2 separate regions of the Xenopus tropicalis genome follow, and region 1 is linked to region 2. Evidence: chromatin contacts called from public Hi-C data. All regions are on one chromosome and are shown on one strand. Each heading gives the region's core, a stretch centred on a gene start, on an enhancer-like site or on the middle of the called end of the contact. The rest is flanking DNA. Distances are from core to core; before and after follow the strand shown.

The links. A called contact is a pair of places that touch in the nucleus more often than the background predicts.
Region 1: a Hi-C map of neurula embryo shows a contact between it and region 2, with 1.5 times the contacts expected there. The contact joins the enhancer-like site here to the promoter of meis2 in region 2. A contact is called at or near these places in 2 of 5 Hi-C or Micro-C datasets (gastrula embryo and neurula embryo).

Annotation. Positions count from the first base shown.
Region 1 is chr8:111,186,962-111,190,575 of UCB_Xtro_10.0, reverse strand. The region is part of intron 7 of meis2 (Meis homeobox 2); the gene reads right to left. Among named protein-coding and RNA genes, the nearest start is that of meis2, 36 kb to the right of the region's middle. Within about 2 kb of position 2,280, at least 3 of the 11 cell types and tissues checked have an H3K27ac peak or open chromatin away from gene starts, as enhancers often do. A contact at or near this core is called in gastrula embryo and neurula embryo, where this site is marked.
Region 2 is chr8:111,150,023-111,153,819 of UCB_Xtro_10.0, reverse strand. meis2 (Meis homeobox 2) reads right to left here and starts at 1,301. Exons shown (of 13, transcript NM_001097218.1): 1 at 1,058-1,301; 2 at 506-735. The coding sequence starts at 711. It overlaps LOC100498462 (a long non-coding RNA gene), which reads left to right and starts at 3,466. Exons shown (of 2, transcript XR_208950.4): 1 at 3,466-3,797.

The sequences.
Region 1 (3,614 bases), core at 1,031-3,530, 36 kb before region 2:
AATACCATCCCACCATGCCAAAGCTGCAGCATATGTCTAGAGGTAAGTATACAGGGGTTATCTCTACATCCACTGCTGCTACTATCCTAACAGATCCATTGCAGCATTCTGCATGGTTTGGCCTGGATTTGGTTCTGACATGATATATAATGTTGATAATTACTTAAAATATGTTGCATGAAATCAGTATGTTTACAAATACTTAAAAATAAAAAGGCCCTTCTAATGCTATCCTATTATTAGGTGTGCAAGGGTCTCACTTGACCCAGGGACATGATATGGCAGATTGATATATTTACCACAAAGTATGTCCCTCACCATGCCCTCCCCAGTCCAGTTTTTCAATCCGCAGTTCCCTTTTATTCTGCAGGACAAAAATGAACTAAATGAGGGGGGAGACAACAACAAAAAGGTGGAGATCTGGAGTAAATGCTTCTATGTGATATACATCAATGCTTTCTCTTTATGTGATAAGGTTCAGAGCTCTCAGAAGGCTTCACACAGTTTGTGACTCTTTATCAGATACTCCCAGTTCATTACGGTAGAATAAATGAACAATCCAAGAATCCACACCAGAAAAATAACACTAATTGGTCCCAAAGGTGGGTTTGGTTCCGTCAGTGAAATCAAATATAGGACAGTGTCCCGCTGCTTGCTTCCTACATCACACCACGCACACGGGAGACCTCTAAATTACATACTATAATTGACATCAGATATCAAACCATACCAGTGAATATCTTTATTAGCATCCAATTCGCTCGCAAACAGGGCTTCCTCTGTGTTATTAAACAGAACTTGTCTTAGGTGTTGCCTGGCTAATTAGGATGAGCCTGAGGAAGGAATCTGGGTTGTGTTAAATTAATTGGAATGAGCATGAAAATTAGCAGAGCAAACTGCACCAATTTGCTATAGACCGCCTCCCTTTCACGCAGAGAGCAAAAATGGGTATCTCTAAGAATTAGCTACAACCCTTTCAAGTGCCTGCCAACCTAAAGTTACTGCAAGCTCACCAAAATCACCCTCAGATTTCTGAATGGTAATGAGCTTTTTTAATTCTGAGACTGTAAGTGTACAGTGGCAAAGAGGGCGTACCTTGTGGTGCAAGGTGCCAAGACATGCAGATTTTCATTTATTTCTAAGTATTCTCTGATATTCCTGGAATAGAAGAGTACAACTCATTAGTAATATATTAGTACCCAAGTGGCCCAGTTGGTAAACCGCCCATAGTTGAAGATGTAATATGCCTTTGATTCTTTGTAATCCTATATAACAAGGATGCATTAAAAAGAGCATGCGTTTTAATGAGTAATTTGGTATGCTGATAATATGCAGAAACGTGCCATAAACCTGCACTTAGTATTACAGTTATATGTAACTTTTCCAGAGGGAAAAGGAGTTTGTATTCAAAACTACAGGATGATCTTAATATTTGAACACCACAGAGCAGTATGCAGCACCCCAAAATGCCCCAGATCCCAAAATTAAATATGTTTATGCCTGTTGAGGAAGACAATCTATGTGCAGAAATCTGTACGCCTTTATCTGCCAGTCATTCCCCAATACCATTAAAAATGTGGACTTAAATTGTTCTTGTGTTTGCACAACACTTTCTATATTTACAACAAGATGTAAAAGTTCACAACGAGCAAGAAATCAGTTCTTTCTGTCCCGGCAATTAATAATAATTATATTACCAGTGATAAAAAAAAGACGCAGCAAAATGAGGCTGATAAAGTCCATTGCTCCCAACATAAACACCAGTGGTTTTCTCTGACATTCCTGTATGTTAACGCCCTGCTTTCTCCCCCGCCCCATTTAGCATGTTGAAATAAGTTGTACTCTTGACAAAACAGCAGGGAGAGAATAAACCTAATACATAATCCTAAGAGAACTGATAGGGAAATTCTCAGAGCTCCTCATTATAAGAGCCAAAATGAACCTTGCTGTGGCTTCTGTAACTGAAAGATTAGAGGAGTGATGGATCCTTCGTTTAAAATGCAGCTGTTTTATTCTGCTTTAGTAATTAATTCTTTTTCCAATAGTGTATTGATTAAGCGTAGACCCTGATATAGTTCAAACTGAAAATGATCTCTCGTGGCTGCAGTGATGCTGGAGGAGTCAATGAAAACTTCCTAGATCTGCAGCAGCCTCTCAGCCTTGGTTTGCCCAGGGAAGAGCAGTTTTTTGCTCATAAATTAGTCAGGCCATGTGTTGCTGTGCTGCTGTGTTAGCCGATCCTTGCTTTTGTCCTGACGCTTGCTGACTCGCTTTTCAGCTTGCTCTCTTTTGTACTGTCACATACAAAGTTAGCATTGCAGCTGCTGCTGCTGCTCTGAACTCACACTAAAGGTACACAACCATTCGTACAAACTACATTCCTTTCTTTTCTTTTTTTTCCCCTAGATTTACAGCTGCAACTTCCAGAGAAGCAGAAATCTGTGGGATGGCCCCAGGGACCCAACTAACAGACAAATCAGTGCTTGGGTGTGCAGGCATTTTGTGCTAAGACTACAAAAAAGAAATTGGAAAAAAAGGATGAGGAATCCTTAAAGACTTCTCCACAGAGATGCCCTTGTGGGACACAACACAGTGCCCTACATTTGTAGCACAAAGCCATAAATATTATTCTGGAGGTAAAATAAAAGCTTTAAATGATTAAATCTGCATGAGGGGGCATGGAGATGATTTCTTAACTGATATCTTTGAAGACAGAAATACATTCAAGGCTGACAGAAGCCTGCAACTCACAGGACAGGAAACTCGAAAATTGTAATGAATGGTACAAAATATTTGGTAGACGGTCATTTCTGTTTGAGTATATTCAGAGTGAGTTCTGACCATTTTCTACTTATTCTGTGTCTGGAAACCTGGAGTTTGCACAATGTCATGTAGATGATTCAGACGGGAATGGAAAGCAGTCCTCAGGAGACCTTCCCCAAGCTTCCTGTCTCCTAAACATGTCTGACATGTTTCTGCATCCCCTGCAGACTTAACCTGTGACCTCACCTTTGTCCCTAATCTTTTCATACTGTTTAGAAAGAATGGAGACTGGCAGGAAAACTCGGTTCTATCTAGAGCAAATATGCTTGATATGTGCTTCTGAAAAGCCCATACTTGAGGGTGTACACAGGTCATCTTAGGTCAAACACAAAGTCCAAGTTTGAGACCAAATATCAAAATGCTTTTATGAAAGACGTGGAGCTCACATGATCATAATTCAACATCAACCATGTTATAAGGCCTGGCATTTAGTTATTTTTGTGAACGGCAAGGCTATTTCATATCAATTGGGCCATAATTCCTTCAATGACTACCATGCAAATGAAGTTATTCGCAGCTGGTCATTTCGAAGATGAAGGTATATCCTTCATAGCAAGTACATTTTTTTCTATTCTGTAACCATCACCTATTAGTGTTATTAACCCTGCTTTTAAAACACTGACCCTGCTGTGCAAAGACAATTTATCACCAAAGTAAAAGAGAACTTTTATCTTAGGCAGAACAAACTTTTATTTATCTGGCACATCTCTCCCTACCATGCCTTGGAAACTTACATCTCCTTTCTGATGAGCTGGCTGACATAAGAATTTAAATGCTAAAAGGTGTTCATT
Region 2 (3,797 bases), core at 52-2,551:
CAGCCCGCTGGGCTGATTTTGCACATTGCAAGCTCTTAGGGTGACATGACAGTTTGTATCAGAGAAATAAGGGATTATCAGTTTTTCCCTTTGCATAACAACAAGGCCATTTTAATCCCCTCTTTAGTTGTTCCTTTAATCCTTAATTGGCCGGAATTAGAATCCCTGTGACTTCCCCTAATGAAGCCTGAGTTAGTGGCTTTGCGCACAGGCCCGGAGCTGCAACTTTCCTTCCCAAACCGCAGGGCGCACAGCAGCCCCCCGTTCCCTTTCCCTTTTCGACCTGGCTCCTAACCTGAAGTTCCTGCGTTTGATGCCCAGTGTGACTGGGGGTTTGTTTGTAAATCCACCCTGATATTCCCATGTGCCCGATGCTAATCTTCTTACTGCTGCTGCGAGTTTTCCTGCAATTTACTCGGCAGCCCGACAAGCCATCCCGCTGCATATATGAACTCTCCCCTTCTGGCCCCTGCAAATAAGAGCAAGCCTGTGTGCCAGTACCTACCCGTAAATGGCATCTTTGTCCCGCTTTAGGGCATCGTTCACAGCAGATCCCATGCTTGTGGGCATAACATTGGGGTGAGGGGCATGTGTTCCATAGTGCTGGCTGGCATGGAGGGGGGGTCCGTGGTTTAAGTGGTGTACCGGTGGGATAGGGCGAGGGGCATGGGGGTCGCCGTACATTGATGTTGGCACCCCCACTCCGTCCATGCCATAGTGCGGTAACTCATCGTACTGCCAGAAAAAGAAAAGAGGAATTTAGGGAAAATACAGAAAAAATGCAAAGGATACAGTAATAGAAGAAGAGAAAGATCCAGTGCTTAGAGAAGGAAGGCCCGAAGAGAGAGGCGAAATAGAGGGATTAAATAAACAGTACAATAAATGGCAGCAAAAATAGCAAAATGGAAACTAAAATATGACATTAAGAAATGTAAATGTGCAAAATAAAAAAAATCCAAGTATGTAAAAATAGATTTAAATAGAGAGAGAGAGCGTGAGATAGACAGGAAAATGGTAAATAAATAAAACTGTAGTTCCATTGGGGTAAGGAAGTTACCAGGAACATTGAGGTGTGTGTGGGGTCTTTACTGCTCATCCAAAAAATTCACTCTTCCGAGAAAATAGTAATAATAATTATATCAGAAATGATTAAATATAATCGAAAGCCCTCCGATAAAAAATGTAAAAGGAAAAAAAAGCCTTGGAAGGAATTTGTTAGAAGAGCAAGAGAAAGAGTGCAGGGAGCGAAGCAAGAGCAAGGGACTAGACTGACTGCTGGGGAAGGGGAGAGTGAGAGAGTGTGAGTGAGAAACAGAGAAAGAGAAACACAGAAAGAGAGAGAGAGAGAGTGAGAGAGAGAGAGAGAGAAGTGGTGAGAGAGAGAGGAGATACCCTAACCACTAATCACTCATATTCACTCTTTATTAAACACAAACAGACTGATCCCTAAATCTCCCGTGCACCCGCTTCCCACCCCCAGGTCATACAGCAGCCTGAGAGCACAGGGATGTAGCTGGGGGCAATTAAACCTACCCTTTGCGCCATCAATAAACAGCTGTCCGGCAGCCCTAGGGTATCTCCTCGTCCCCTGCTCCCAGAATGGAGCCTCTCGAGTCCCGGGAATGGGGGGCTAGGGGGGAAAAACTCAAATATTTCTTGTTCCTGCTGCAATCCAACAAAGATTCCTTAGCCGGCTCCAAGAAGAGAAAATGCAATCAAATAATCATGTTAATTCAGAAGCCAAGGCGCGGGGGTGGGGTGAGGGCTCCTTCTTGTTGTCCTTGTTTGTGTTTAGTTTTTTTTTTTTTCTTCCTTTTTGTTTTTGGGTTGTTTTTAACAAAATGATCAGAGGAAATAAAGTGTCCAAAATCCCAAGTTGGGGGTCAGTGGCGGCCCTGGAGAGAGCCACACGTACCCAGAGTGGGGACTGTCATGGCTCTCCGCCACTTCAGATGTCAATCAGAGGCAGAGCATGTCAGCGCGTTGAATGAGGGATGGTGGCAGGAGAGGAGGAGGAAGATGATGGTGATATTGATGAAGATACGATTGAGCAGCAAATCTTCCAACCCCTCTCTCTCTCCTTACGCGTCTCCCCTGCTGCTCCTATCTTTCCTGTAACTCCTCTTGACAGCTCCCTACAGATCTCTGTCTCTTTTATTTTTTTTCCCAGTGACACGTGAAAAAATTCTAGATCCAAATGATGAAGAGAAACCAATTAAAAAAATAAAAAACCCCAAATAAATATAAAAATAAAACTAGTTACAAATGTAATGAAAGCCAAAGCAAAGTGCTTCCGAGTGCAGAGAATGTGGAGCTGAGTTGGGTGGATGAGGTGGGGAATTTGCAGCCTGTCTCTGGCAGATGACTGACTGCTGGCAGGTTGGCTGCTGCTGCCTTATACAAGAGACTCAGTTTGTTGAGCTGATCGGCGGGAGAATGAAAATGACGGGACCCGGAAGTAGAGGGAGCCAGTCCTACGGCACAGACACATGGAGGGAGGCAGAGACTAAAGAGGCAATGCAATGGGCGGCGTGCAATCAGGAAAGCTCCTGCTCAACGGGCAGGGCTAGGAGGCAGGGAATGGGAGGCTACAAGCACAGGATTCTCCCTCACTACTGATCCTCTCTCTCTCCATCCCACACAGCCACAAAGTAACACAGACGCACCACCTCCCCTCAGCTAGCCAGAGCCCGGCGTGTACGAGCCAGCAGCTTCTTCAGGATTTGGCCAGCTGTCTTGCTCTCTGTAACTGGGGGATTTGTGTGCACTTACAGCAGGTTACTGGCCGATGTGTCTGGGACTTCTACATGCGCATAAATACAGCTCCCAGCCAGGGTCCCAGGATCAGAGGGGCTTCTAGTGAGGAAGTACATAAAAACATACTGACTTCATGCATTTTCATTATTTGTAAAAAAAGAAGTTCTGAGAGTTGTAGTACAAAGGTAGTTGGGGGTTGCAGATTGAAATCTCTGATTTATATATGCCCCCCCAATACACACACTCGAAACCAGATTTTTCAAAGTGGCGAAATGTACAGAATTGCGTATTAACAAATATCAGTTAATGTAAATCTGCCCTACCTGTTACCCTCCAGCTGCTCCCAAATCATCCAACTGCTCCCAAAATCAGGAAACTGTAGGTGGAACTCAATAAATTGTACCTACTAAAAGCTGGACTGGGGGATCTAATGTCTCTTATGCCATTACTGAGTATAACTAATGATTAAAAACAACTTAGTTTGTCATTCTAAACTACAACTGGAATACTGAAAGTTTTCGTTTAATTACAAATGAAGGGCCAAAAGTTGGACAACCTTGATGTGAATACTAAATATAGCAATATAGCTGCCGATAATTGCACCCTTTTTATTAGTCATTTGGCTTTTACAAAGGACATTTTACTGAGTGTCTCTCTGAGACTGCAGGCCACTCTCAGCCCTAGCCCCCTTTCCCACCAGCAGAGTAGAGATGCCCCCTGAAATAATTCCTGTTGTAAGAATGAAAGGAATCCAGACATGTTGCATTGTCAGTGAGGGCTCGGAGGAGCAGGGAGCGAGTTGCAGGGCAACTGATCGATCTTGGGCATTTGTTTGGGCAGTTGCAGAAGCCGGCTGTTGGACAGCTGATTGGCGATCCTAGGTTATAAGGGTTTTTGGATAGAGCAATCAGATTGGTACGTGCGTGTAGAATCTGGAACGGCTGCAGTAAGTGAAAACCCTTTGTTTTTGAGATTTGGCGTTAAAAACAGAACTGACAGGGCGCAGAGACTGCCACAGAACTGTTCTTCCCTCCTTACAT